Linked DNA regions of Gossypium hirsutum: region 2 is linked to region 1. A link is a contact called in public Hi-C data. All regions are on one chromosome and are shown on one strand. The core of a region is the stretch at or near the end of the contact, and the rest is flanking DNA. Distances in the headings are between cores, read along the strand shown. Region 1 has its middle 4.2 kb from the start of TRNAS-UGA. Region 2 holds the start of LOC107938547 (histidine kinase 3).

What was found. Hi-C and Micro-C count contacts between places; a contact is called where the count stands out from the background.
Region 2: a contact with region 1 is called in a Hi-C map of leaf, with 2.1 times the contacts expected there. The contact joins the promoter of LOC107938547 here to the enhancer-like site in region 1. A contact is called at or near these places in 9 of 34 Hi-C or Micro-C datasets (callus, hypocotyl, leaf and 1 more).

What each region holds. Positions count from the first base shown.
Region 1 is chrA01:93,841,603-93,848,817 of Gossypium_hirsutum_v2.1, forward strand. No RefSeq gene overlaps it. Among protein-coding and RNA genes, the nearest start is that of TRNAS-UGA, 4.2 kb to the right of the region's middle. Within about 2 kb of position 4,264, at least 4 of the 9 cell types and tissues checked have an H3K27ac peak or open chromatin away from gene starts, as enhancers often do. A contact at or near this core is called in leaf, where this site is marked.
Region 2 is chrA01:94,043,313-94,050,405 of Gossypium_hirsutum_v2.1, forward strand. It overlaps LOC107938547 (histidine kinase 3), which reads right to left and starts at 1,330. Exons shown (of 11, transcript XM_016871742.2): 1 at 464-1,330; 2 at 1-265. The coding sequence starts at 952.

The DNA.
Region 1 (7,215 bases), core at 3,014-5,513:
GAAATATGGTTCGTTTGATGTTTAATTTGTACATGTGCAAAAGCTATATAATAAAAGGTTTGATATTCAACTAATGAAATAATTGTTTTGTTAAATGTTCTGTATATAATATGTTTTGATATATGCTAAATTATGTTTTAATTATGCAATGTTATGAATTTTATGATTTTAAGACTCGATATTTGATTAAGTTACAAGCATTGATGTGATTGAATTTTGAGTTGTGAAATGTAATGAATATCTATATGAACTTTGATATGACCGGTAATGCCTCATAACCCTAATTCGGTGACAAATATAGGTTAGGGGTGTTACATTACTCATATAGACATAATTGCATGATGAGCAGCTTGAACATGATTTGCAGCTCCCATATAAGAGTGGTTAGTATAATATTCAACACGCCATAAACAAGTCACTGATGGTAGCCTTGTGTATGAATATATTTTGAATAGTCTGAGCTAATCTTGCAGATAGACATATAGCATAAAACTTGGTGGATAATTTTGTAGGTTTATATTTGGTGGATATATACCTGCAGACTCATACTTGGTGGTTATATACCTACGGGCTAATACTTGGTGGATACATACTTGTGGACTCATGCTTGGGGGAATGTCCCTACGGACTCATACTTGGAGGAATGTCCCTGTGGACTGTCTTATCTTGTAACTTGAAGACAAGTCCTTGCTGATTGTCTTAACTTATAACTTGACCATGCTTGGCCATTCTGTGTACTATCCATCTGAACCTCTGCAAAGCTAAATAACTTATACATATACAATCTCAATTCATCCCAATTGAACCTCTGTAAAGCCAAACAATATGTGGCACAAAGTGCACAACATGACATCTCATTATTCCTTCATCTCAAATCATCAGATACCTCCTATGCTCCGCATACAAATCATTATCATCAAAATAACTCTTTTCAACAATCAACAAGCCCACACGTTCAGCTAATCATACAACTCAGTGACACACAACAAAGTATACCAAACATTTTAGCATAAATGTTGGTATACATTACAATCAGAAGAAGGTTCAACAAAATACCTTGATCAATAACATTTTACTTAGCATATAGTTCATCAATACCACAAACCTGTGCTCATAACCAGACATGTGTTTGCACTTCAACACTTAACATGCATCAATATTTCAGTAGAAAATCTCATAATAGAGCAACATCTCATCATTAGCAGAACATGCAATATAATTTTCCAAGGACCACAATCCAACTCAAAGCATTGAAACATGCAAGACAAAAATTGAAAGTTTGAGTTTAAGAACTCACCAGCAAAATACCAAGAAGTTGAATCCTCCTCCATCCAATTAAATTTTCTTTGATGCTTGGACCTCCTCCTTCGGCTTTAATAAAAATTCGTAAATTCCACGATTATCCAGCTAAATTGTAAATTCCTACCCACATGCAAGTCGGTTTCTTCCCTTCTATTCTCATCGTTCCAGAGCAAATAACCAATAAAGGAATGAAAGATGAAAATGAATTTCCAGCACAATCTCTAACCCCAGTTAACTACTCTCCATATATCCCCCATTACCCTTTCCCACTATCTTCAAATAACATTTTCAAATTTAAGGACATCAACATTTTTTCATCCACTTATCTAATCTTATAGTTACAATTAAACTAATTTAGTTGAAACCCAAATATCTAATAACCGGCCATACAAGGACTTTCCAATTTACTATATTGCCCAAATTAAACTAAAATCATTATAATTTTGCACAAAATAATTCCATAGGATCAAATCGAAATAAATTTAAATAAGCTAAGAATATGATTCAAATAATCCAAACTTTAATTTGACAATCCAGGTGTGACAATAAACCTACTTATCCTATTCCTTATTAACGTTGAGCCCCTTTAAGCATGTCATATAAGATTCACTTCAGCCAAATTCTAAAGCTATACTAATCAAGTCTGTAACACCCCAAACCTGACCTAGACGTTATGGCCGAATCTTGAAAATTACATTAACGACGTGCGAAATTATTTATTTATTTTGAAAAAAATAGAGGATTGAGTTTGAAATCATAAAAATTTCTAAGATTGACTAATTTTTTCTTTTCGAAAAATATTTAGTAAAATGTATTTATTCTTTAAAAAAGAAAAGCGTCATTTAATTATAATGTTGTTTGAAAACATCTAAATATGAAGGATCTTATATTATAATTATAAAAATGATTTCTTACAAAGAAGGCCGCAACGATTTTCATAAATCTATTTAGGAAATTTACAAATTATCATTTTGTTTAAAATTTAGGAAAAACATAATTAATTTAGAAAAATGGCATTATTAAAAACACTTAAAATCTCATAATTTTGCATGCATGTGTGATAGTTTAAAGTCATAAAAATATAAATCATAACCAAAATAAAGTTAAAGTCCACAGTCCAAAAGTCCACAAAAACACAACCTACAATCCAAATAGTTAAAAGTCCAATAAATATCAATGATGTAAAATTTTCCGAGAGGCTCCACCAAGAGCTGATCCAAGTCCTATGTTTGAGTGCTACTTGAAAAGTTGAAACACTAATGGGGTGAGCTTTTTTTTAGCCAGTCTGAGATTAACTCAAACTCATTCACAACATAAAACATATACTATACAAAGTCATAAAATCACATATCTCAATATTTCATAAGCATATCACGCATGATGATGTCAATGCATAATTCATAAAACAATGTAGATTTTAGTAAAAATGATCCTCCCCATATCCGCTACACACCATAGTCGAGTTTACCCAGAACTCGACCAAACAACACACCAAATTGTGAATAGTGTCATAGTAACGTAGATAAACTGCCATATAATTAGAATCATGAATTGTGTCACATCAATGCAGATAAACTACCATATACTTCCATCTTTCAGGCATCCCACCCCATGCATGTGATATGGCCAAAACACTTAAAATCATATAGGCATGTTTAGCATGCAAATCACATATGTACTCAAGGTACCAAATTTTCACATCTTATTTTCATACGAATATCACATATTTCATACGAATATCACATATTTCATATAATCACATAACATGAAAATGAAATATGCATATTTTTCATATTATTAGCAAACATCAATATCACACAACATACATTTCATAAGTATACGGTTTAAGAAAAACACTTACTTGATAGAAATTCATAAGGATGACTTATCTCACTTTATGGATACATATAGTATCCCCATCAAACAACATTATTTTAATTGCAACATTTTTATCAATATAATAATATTCTTAATTAATTTAGTGTTAAAACTCACACTTGATCCGATGTGTAATTAATCTCCCAGAACACCCAGTCAAGGATCTACAATTAGATTTCCTAATCAAACAACAAATGGCGATCTTGAGTTAAGACTATCATCTTTAAGGTTAATACAACAAATCGATTATCAATTATTATTAACACTTATCCTTAAAAGATCTCTCAGATTAGCGATTTAATCCCAACGGCTAACGGCCTCTCAAGTTGATGTCGAGTGACCCCTCTACACATAATATGTATGAAATATTAATCATTATGAAAATAAATCACTAAGGTCCTCCCTTAAGTTATCGGCCATGGGAAAATAATAGAGAGGAGAAACTATTTCTACACTCCTTTAATACTTACTCTAACATGAATGAAACGGATGATCAACGAAACGATTTGATCACGAATCAAAGGAGAAGAAATGATCTAAGAAGTGGATTTATTCGAAAATAAATCCAAGGAAAGGTAGAGTTCAAATTAGGATTTAAATAAAATAAAATAAAAATAATGAGTATTTGAAATGAATAAGAAAACAAGAAGAGATCTCCACTGTCGGTGATGGTGCTACGGTGGTGACGGCGACAATGATCCTTGATAAAGGCACAGTTCTGGTGGAGGGCAAAGAAAAGAGGTGGGTTCGATCACTTCTTTTAAAAAAGAGAGAATAGAATAAAAAAATAAGAAAAAGATAAAATGCACGGTGGTGCACGGTGGGTGTTATGGTGGAGGAGGCGACGCTTGCAGAGAAAAGGGAAGGGAAGATGCGGCAAGGCAGTGGCTTGACGATGAGGTGGTGGTGGTGCAAGGCTAGCTACGGTGGAGGAGAAGAGAAAAGAAAATAAAAAGAAAAATGAAGGGTAACCAAAAAGAGAGAAAAAATGAAAAAGGGAGAGGTTGCGGATGAGCTAATGGTGGGATAGTAATGAGAGGGAGGGTATGCCAAATTGGGTGAGAAGGATTATGGTCAACCATGTCTAGGTTCATTGAACCTCACACAAGGCATTTGTAAACAGAAAAGGGAAGAGAAGGAGACAAGGGAGTGAAAAAGAGGATTATGTTTGGTTAAACATGGAATGTTGACTAACAAAAGATGGAAAAAAAACTCCCTAAGCAAGGCATGTATGGGTGGACGGCAAAGGTGTTTTTAGGACTTAGGAATTTCACCAAAAAAATTAATTAAAAATATGTTAAATTGGTGACTTAAACTTAGGACCTCTAAGATAACTTTGGAGCACTCAACCACTAGGCCAATCATTTGTTTTTAACTTAGCACATAGTAAGTAAAATATATGGCATGTGACTAATTCATTTAAATTATTCGAATTTTGGGGCCCAACTTATATTTTAATGATTCATTAGGCAATAGCTTATGAAAAGTTCATGCAGAGATTACTCTCCCTCATTTTAAAGCTTTATTTCTAAACTTTTCAAAGCATGCATATACATATATTTATCATTTATGGCACTTATTTTCAATTGGATCCATCCATTCCATTGTAATTTCCTTAACTAGGGCATATACTTTTAGAGTACCTTATCAATTTAAATTCTCATTTTCTTAGCTATACATTTACCTTATTTTCATCCATTTTAGTAATAAAACATTTAGTTCTTGACCTTAACTTTTGCTTTTATCCATCTATAGTCACATTTAAAATTAATTATCAACATTTAATCCATTATCGCCTATAATAAACTTTAGTAAAACTGACTCGCATATACAAGACTCCTTCACCACACCAATGAGCACTAAAGTGCTAAACTGTAAAATAGCATAAAACATCCCTCCACCACACTAAAGAGCTCATAAGACCATAAACTACACCACACCATAATGCAAATAAGTGCAAGGCCCAAAGGTGATAAAAAGTGCACATAAGCGTGAAACCTATGACAAAACTCTAACACGCTATAGCCCTTAATTGGCATGTCAATTGTATGTTAACATTTTACTAAGTCTAGTAAGGCACATTATGATATTTACTCATATCATATATCCATATAAATCGTCACTACACTTATTTATTTTTTATAATCATTTCCACAATGGGTCATTATGACATAATATGTCTATATTTAGCAAAATTTAATCTTTCAAAACAGAATTGCCTACTTGAGTAGCTGTCAATAAATTATTTATTTGTCAATCCAAAAAATTCAAAATAAAAATCTGTTCGATATTTTAAAAATTATACTCTTGAACCTTTCAACCACAAAATTTCCAAAATTTATGCTTTTACACATGCTAGCAAATTTTAAAGGTTAGGGCAGAGTTGCTGGCCTACTACCAAACAACTGTGACCTCTCTTCATTCAAAAATAATTTAATTTTAAAATATAATTTATAAAAATTCACCATTTATTTTATTAGAAACTATACTTAATAAGAGTTTTATAAATATAAGACTTGTGTTCTAATTCATTTTATACAATTCTTAACAAATTTTCAAAATCGAAACAAAGGATGCTACTAACAAATTCAACCTTCCCTCATAGTTATCTCTTATTGTATAATTTGGATGCAAGTTCTGTTTGTTCCAATGAAAACTAGACTCTATAAGATTTAAAACCATATGTGGCTTAACTTCTAATTCAATTTCTTAATTTTTGGTGAATTTTCGAAGTCACACTACTATTGCTGTCCAAAATTGTGTTAGTACAAATGTTGATAACCAAATTATTCAAGTCACATATTAAACACATTCACCCAAAAACACATTTCATATTTATTTATATAATAAATCACATGTTTATTACACTATTTTCATATTAATAACTTAAATTTATTATTATCCTAAACATTTTAGCATAAGAAAAGTAAGAATATCCAATGATACTTACCTCTTGGAAGCCTAAATACTGAAAATCAAGTTAGAATATCCAGTGATACTTACCTCTTGGATGCCTAAATACTGAAAATCAAGTTTCCAAATACTTGTTTGCATTTTCTCAATTCTCATACAAAAAATATATCAAAATATTAATAGCAAAATTTTCTGAGCTTTCTCATAACCATTAAATTCGAATATCGAGCTAGGAGAGTTAGAAAAAAAACCATTCTTACCTTGATGAAACTTTCTATCTCTATCTTCATTTTCTCATACTAAAACTCCTTTAACCCTAGGCTACCACTAAATAAACTGATGGAGGAATTTAGCTTAGGAGGTTGTTTCATGGAACTTTTGACAAAATCTCAAGGTGGTATTTTTTAGAGAACATGAAGAAAAAGGCAAGAAAATGAAAAAAAAGAAGGGAACTAGCCATGGGAGGCTACTACCTACTTGGAAAAGAGAAAAATGAAGGCTGATGAGGTTCTTTTTCCTCATAAAAAGACCAACAAATGGACCCGAGGCCCATGTTCAACTATTCAAGTCCAATTTTTGTGATCCAATTCTTTAATATGAGGTTCCAACAATCCAAAATATTTTCAAATATAAAATATCACACTTAAATATTATTTCCATCATAAAAGTCTCGAGAATTGATCAAATTACCCTTTCATAGCAAAATTACTATTTTGCCCCTTTTGTCCATTTTCACTATTTCTTCTCAAAATTTTATACTTAGACCAATTCAAATTCATATGTAAAATTCATAATAATTCTTCAATATAACTCCATAAGCAACAAGAATTATAGTTTTTCTCTTTTCTCACTAACAATAGGAAAATAACAATTTAGTCCCTCTACTTCTAGTTCTTTTTAATTTAGTCCTAAAAGTGATTTTCACACTACCGAGTCATATTCCAATTTATTTTCATGTCAAATAGGCAATAAAAACTCTTAATTTCATTTTTTTAATTTTTCATTTTAGTCCTTTAACATTTCAATATTTGTTATTTAGTCCTTTCATCACATTTTCACCTATAAAGTTCTTTTCATTAAATCCCATAAAATTCTTTTATTTGAAAAATTTTCCAATTTTCT
Region 2 (7,093 bases), core at 80-2,579, 200 kb after region 1:
CAAGAGAAACCACATGTGATACGATATCCTGCGCAAAGATAACAGGAGCATATTCTTCCTGAATTGGCGATGGCTCTAAGAGGTCAGGATTGTAGTCATCCTTATGAACTGGGTTTTGTTCAAGGGTATCCATCCTCTTAATAGTCCAGCCCTGTTGCTTCTCAAATTGTTCCCTTTCCGAGTGGAGCACCCTTACAGCATAAGCCACGCCACTTGTAAGAGGTCTCTCAAAAGCAGTTCGTTCCGTATACCTCGCAAAAGTCCTCTAGATGTGATTAAAGTGAGTTCCCTTTGTTATCCAAAAAAAGAAGGATCATAATTCCTAACTACAAACACTCAGACCTGGTTTGGCTATCAAGTTGACAAGATCATTACTTGATAAACCGATCCTGATCAATAAAGCAAAGGAAATGCATAATCATCTATCTTAACTAAAAGTTACAAGATGAGGATATTAACTTACCTGATCAATAGCCGAGGGGGTTTTGCCATGGTGGAAAGTTGAGATAAAAATGGAGATGGCCTGGATATGGTTCATGCTTACATTAAACTGATCCTGCAGCATCCTAGCTCTCTCATCACACATGCTAGCCAATGTCTCCTTCCTCTTTTCGGTAGCTTGAAAGCTCATATAATAGAGTATAGAAATAGAAGCCAAAATCCAACCAATTATCCATGAAAACAAGAGCTTTCTCCACCAAGTCTTGCTAATTCTCTTGGAACCCACATACTGGTAATATTGATGGTGGATGTTGAAGCTATAGTTTGAGAACTTGTCCCAGAATTTCAACCACATCTTACTACCACTATGACCAAGGAGAACTGTGTCAGCGTCCTTAAATTCACCATTAATGAACCAGTTCATGGAAATCATAGATGCTACCCAGCAACATAACATCCAAAGCAGATGCCCCACCTTTAAACCAAACCCAAATACATGGAGCAAACTCATCCAAGAAACAGTGACCAATTGTGGGTCTTACTTCCTTCTTAATTCCAGCTAAAGACAGAGACCCACTGTCAAATCTATAGAAACTGTGTAGTAAAATTCTGCATCAACAGAAAAGAACCTTGGGATAAGATGAACCCTCTCCCAGCAAACTCCAAATTTACCATGTGACAGACTGTAAGGCCTTGGACCGTGAGAGAAAGAAAAAAAGATGCTATCTTATCCAGCAATATAGCTTTCTAACTGAGGATGGCAAAATAGAAAACCCAGAATTGAGGAAGATAAAAGGAAATTTTTTCACAATAACCACAAAAAAGAATCAAAACCCCCCACAAGATTCTGAGTTTCTAATTACAAACACTAATTATATATTATACTACTGCAACACTGTAGTGCCGGTACTACCAGTATATTTTATTAATTTTTGTCTTTAAATATAAAATAATATAACAAATGAGAAATTTTCTTTTTGCTTTTTTTGTCTAAGTGTACAACTTCTACACGCTTTTAACTCTCTATTCTCGGGTTGGCTGTACTTTATGATAACAAAAGTACCCTTTGCTGCTCTGCATGAAAACAAATTTCTATACCAATTAACATAATTTCTTTTTCTTTTTTATTCGACTTTTGTACCCATTTTTGAGATTAGGAGCCCTCTAATTTTTCGAAGTTGTCAAAAACATTAGATCAAGAAGACGATAGAGTTTTTAAGAACTTGCTTCATTGAATTAAAGGTAGCAATAATTCCTATTTTGGATTATTGAATTTAGGGTATACTAAACATACAACTCGGGTTCTTTCATACGGTAAATATTATTTTTCTATTAAAATTATCTGATTAAAAATATCAAAAAATTGTTCTATAATAACAAAATTTAGTCATTAATTTTTATACCCTATTTTTTAATTTAGCATATACTTTTTATTTGAAGCAAAATAACCCTTAATTTTTAGTACTATTTTATCTTATTATCACATCTATGTTTTATTTTTAAATTTAGAACTTCTTTTATAATCTTTTGACACTTTTTTTTTATAATTTTTGGAATCATAATTTTTAGCTTAAAATATGCCATAATTATCTCTAATATTTATAAATTTAGAATTTAATCCCTATACTTTTTAATTTTAAAATTTAAGTCTAATTATTGAAATTATTAAAATTATTGTGTTAAATTTAGATTCATTAGAATGTTATTTTTTAGTTACATTGCAATCAAGTGAATATTTTTATTTCAAAATGTCACATTAATAAATTTAACAAAACAATTAATATAATTAACAATTGAATTTAAATTTTAAAATCTAAAAAATAAAAGATCAAACTCTTAAGAATAAAATACAAAAACTAAATTTCAATTTTATGAACAACACAAGTCTTTAACCTAATTTTTACTAATGCTCTACGATATTTTAGAATTTTTTGTTGTAATAAAATATAGATAAAGTAGTGTCATGTAAATGATAAAAGTTGATAGTAAATTGCTAGATGGTTAATTTAGTTCAAACAAAAGAGTAGGGAAAAAATCAATGAATGTGTAAAAATTAATGGTTAAATTTATTGTTATGTTTTATATATAAAATGTTAAAATAAACATTTAATAGCATAAATTTAAATTTAATGAAAGAATGAAATATATAAAGACTAATTTACCCATTGTTATCTTGAATTAAGTATTAATTTTATATGTATATCATAAACTTTTAATTTATCTAATTATATTTTTTTGGTTAAAATGTGCCAATAGTCCTTGTACCTTTCAAAAATTAGGAATTTAGTCATTATACTTGTATTTATAGAAATTTAGTCTTTTTACTTTTCAGATTTCAAATTTTAGATCCAGCTATTAATACTGTTAATTTTTTTAGGTTAAATTTATTATTGTGACATTTTAAAATAAAAAAGTACTCACTTAGTAGCCATGTTATTAAAAAAGAATGTAATTAACTTGAATTCAACTAAAAAAATTAACCGTATTAACAGTTGGACTTGAATTTTAAAATTTAAAAAGTAGATAGAATAAATTTCTGAAAATACAAGTACAAAAACTAAATTTCAAATTCAATTACAATTACATGTTTAAAGAATCACAAGTATCAAATTATTACAACATAAATTGTATAAAGAATTAAAAAGTAGAATCAAACTATTACAATACGATCGGACTAAGAATTGATACAATAGAAACTAAAATTAATTCTTATTTAATTATATAATTGTGAATGATAGATGTTAAACTTAAATATTTAATACACTAACCCTTCGCTTTTGTGAATAGAAATGCATGCATATTTGACTTTTTAAAATATAAACTAATTTTGGTGGATTGGATTGGAAATGAAAGAGATAATAGTTGTTGTGGCTAAAGGAGAAAGAGAATGTAGGGAGACCACAGGGCTGTGTTAAGTTTCCAGCTTCGGAAACATGCTCAATCATCATTCTTCAAATTTTTCTCTCCTCTCAAATGAAGATGGATTAATAAATAACAAATTCTAATGATTGTTGGCAAAACAGTAATTAAGTGTAGAAAGCAGTGGCGAAGAGAAGGGCGGCAATGTCAGGAAAGTTGATTAGACCATCACTAATTCACTACTCCATTTTGCGAAAGCGATGTCCCACGTCAACGCACCGCTTCTCTATTCTACTTTTCCTTTATCCAATCATCCTCCACTGCGTGTCGTTTCTGTAAGGGGTCTTCGTCTTATTACGTGGCACCCGTGGGGTTTCATTTATTACACCCGTCTATCTGCCTGCCACGTTCTACGTTAAAAGTTGGAGTAAAAAGCTCGCTTCATATAAGAACAAAAATATCAAAATATAGTTCTTAAAAAAAAAAAAACTTAATTCTATCATTTCACTTCATTTTTTCAGTTTTGTAATTTCTTCTTCTTCTTCTTTTTTTATCTCAATTTGATTATAGTTTTTAGTTTAAATAATTAACTGACATTAAAAAATTGAAGAGGTCCGCATAGTAACTTTTTTTATTTTTATAAAATATATTACTTAAATCATTTTTTATTTAAAAATATATTTATTAAAATTAAATTTAATTAATAAAATTTTTATTCTTTTAATTCATTTGCTTCTCACGCTCTCTTTTTCTCTCCCCAACTTTTTCATTTTCTTTACCACCCCATTTTTTATCAACTTCTTCGTCTTTTTTTTACAACACAATCAATCATGGCTAAAATTTTCTTGTCCATTTCCAGAGCCTTATTCATATCATAGCTATCATCTTTATACACACACAGAAAAAGAAAGGCATCAAAAAGGGGTAAATTAGCCAGCAAAGTAGGTCGGTTTCTCCCAAATTTAGAGAAATAAACTGATTTTAGAGAGAAATTAAAAATATGTCTAGCAGGAATTTTTTTTGTGTTAGGTGTTAGAAATTTCGGGAGACAGATTTATTTGCATTTGTATTCGAGGTAGACATTGTGATAGTTTTAAAATATATTTTAGTTCTCAAAAACCTACACATTTCATCTGCCTTTAGGGATGAAACTATCATCTTAGAAGCCCATCGGATTGCAACTCAAGCTCCCAATTCACGATGATTATACAAACACAGGTTGAAGTATAACTAGGCTCTCAGTTAACGGTGGTTAAACAGTCACGGGTTGAAGTATGACTCGAGTCCCTAGTTGGCAGTGATTCTGCAATCACGAGTTCAAGTTTTATGATATCGGAAAATGATGTTTTATAAACCCCTTACATAAGTTTGAGATCATAATCATATAAAAAAAATGGGCTTTCCAGCATAATCAGTTTATTTTTTTCTCCATCTCCACTAAAGATATTATTCTTAACTTTATTGCCCATAACTTATAACGGAGTTTGGGGTAAAAAAACTTTTAAAGGGAGGCGTGGCTGTGACGCTTAAGAAAAAAACTGAAACTCAAGTCATATTAATGATAAAAAGACTTTGTAACCTTTGAAAGACTAACAAATTATCCTAGTAGTTCATATTTATTCTTTTATTTAATTTTTATTATTTAATTGTTTTCTTTATTTTAAAATGGATTTGGTTAATTTCTTTCACATATATTTATCAAATAAAATCAATAGTATTTAGATTTCATTCAAAATCATCATTTTAAAGGGAGCAGCAGTCTTGGGAGTTTCGACAAAAATTTGAATTTTTTAGCATTGTTATCACTCAATTTAATATATTTGTTGATTGATTTTTTTTTCTTTATGAAATTGCTGTTTATATGAATGTATAATTTATTTATCTACTATGGTAATTGCAACTGTTTTTGTCTTCGTGTAATTTATTATTATTTTGTTTGGTTAAAGCTTTCTCTTCGAGTGTGGACGAAGTAATTTCTTGTCATGATATTGTTATCTTATCACAACAGTCTTTTTTAAGTATTGGGTTCCACTTTATATGGCAATATACATGTTACTTTTTGGTTAGTATAATAACATTAAAAATAATATATTTAATATACATATTTTAAAATAATTAAACATAAAATAAAAATAATTAATACAAATTAAAAAGATATAATTAAAAAGATAAGTGAAAATTACTGTAAAATATAAATTTTCTTCAAAGTAAACAAAATGTAAAAATTATCAATTATAATTAATTTATAGCTAATATCAATAAATAAAATATGTGAAAAAATAATATTCTAATTGTTAAAGTACTCTATTAAGAGAAGTTGGTTAGGATCTGTTAAGTTATTATGAAGGTTGCTAACAGTAATTATTCTCTTACTTTTATTCATCTGTGTATATAAACACTGAAATTGATAAATAAAGCAGTAGTGTTTTCTTTCAAAGAATTCATTCTTTAATTTCTGTTTTGGCATTTTTTAAGTAATACTTTCACTAACCAATTATAACATAAAAACTTTTAATGAAAAAAACGAGATTAAATTAATGAAATTGAGTTAGTTTTAAGGTTTGATTTTGAGTTGAGAAATTAAAGTACCATTTTGGAATCCTGACTATTATCTAAACAACGAGCTGACGAAGAGTTGCCGTCGTCAACATTAGAGGAGGAGCATCATCAGCATAGGGTTTTAAAAAAGAAGGTATTTCTCATACCATGAATAATCTTTTCCTTTAATTGGAAGCCACGTCAGGGAACTTACCAGATCCCAACACGTGGTGCGATGCCAATCATCGAAAGAGAAAATAAATAAATAAATAACTAGAATAGATTGTTTGGATTAGATTAATCAGTTGGGATTATGTTTATTGACATGTGATAATTGCTCATTGGGGACCAAAACTCGCTCTAATTTTCAATGTCACAGCGATGTCCTCCACGGGATAGATTGGTGGGAATTTGCCAACCTTAATCTCTTAAGAACGAACCAAACACCTCAAAATCCCTCTACCTTATAAATAATTAAAGGTATACTCACTCAACTTTGATTAACCTAATAAAATAGTAATTAAATTTTGAACATTTATAACTCAGTCACTAAACTTTAGAAAAATAACAAATCTGTCACAAACGAACATTTTCAATTACAGATTTAACAGAAAGCTGAGGTGGCTCGTTAACTAGCTACCGTGGAACCTCAATTTAAGAACTTCAGTTGTTGGAAGAAGAAGAAGAGATACCCACTATTGAAGCAACATAGAAAAAACAGCTAAAAAACCCAAAAATCGACTTCAGACTGTCGCGCTAGCTTGCCAACAATGGTCGGAAAAATCCTAACTCTTATCTTGTCTCTTTTTGACCCTTTGAACATGAAGATGGAGTTAATTCTTTGAAAATTGCCCCGAACTACTTGAACATTTGAACTTTTCCTTGCCTAATCTCGAAATCCGTCTGCCAATCCAATTTAATTCCAAGGTATGTTATTTTTTGCGATCTCTTCTACATTCCTATAGTTTAGATTTTCGAGAATACAACCCAAGACCTCAAAACTGGTCTCAACATTCCTCTTATTTCAATTTTTCTTTATATTTTTTTTCTTCTTTCTTTGATTTTGTTTCCCTTCTCTTCGTTCCAAACTTCCACTTGGTTTTCTATTGGAGTTTTTTTCTCATTCATTTTGGATTTTTTGTGTTGTTGTTGGTTCAAATTTTTTGGTTGTTGAGGGTGTGGTGAGGATGTATTTATGGTGGCGATGGTAAATGAAGTGGTTGTAAGGGGGTTTGGATTTGACAGTGGTGGTGAT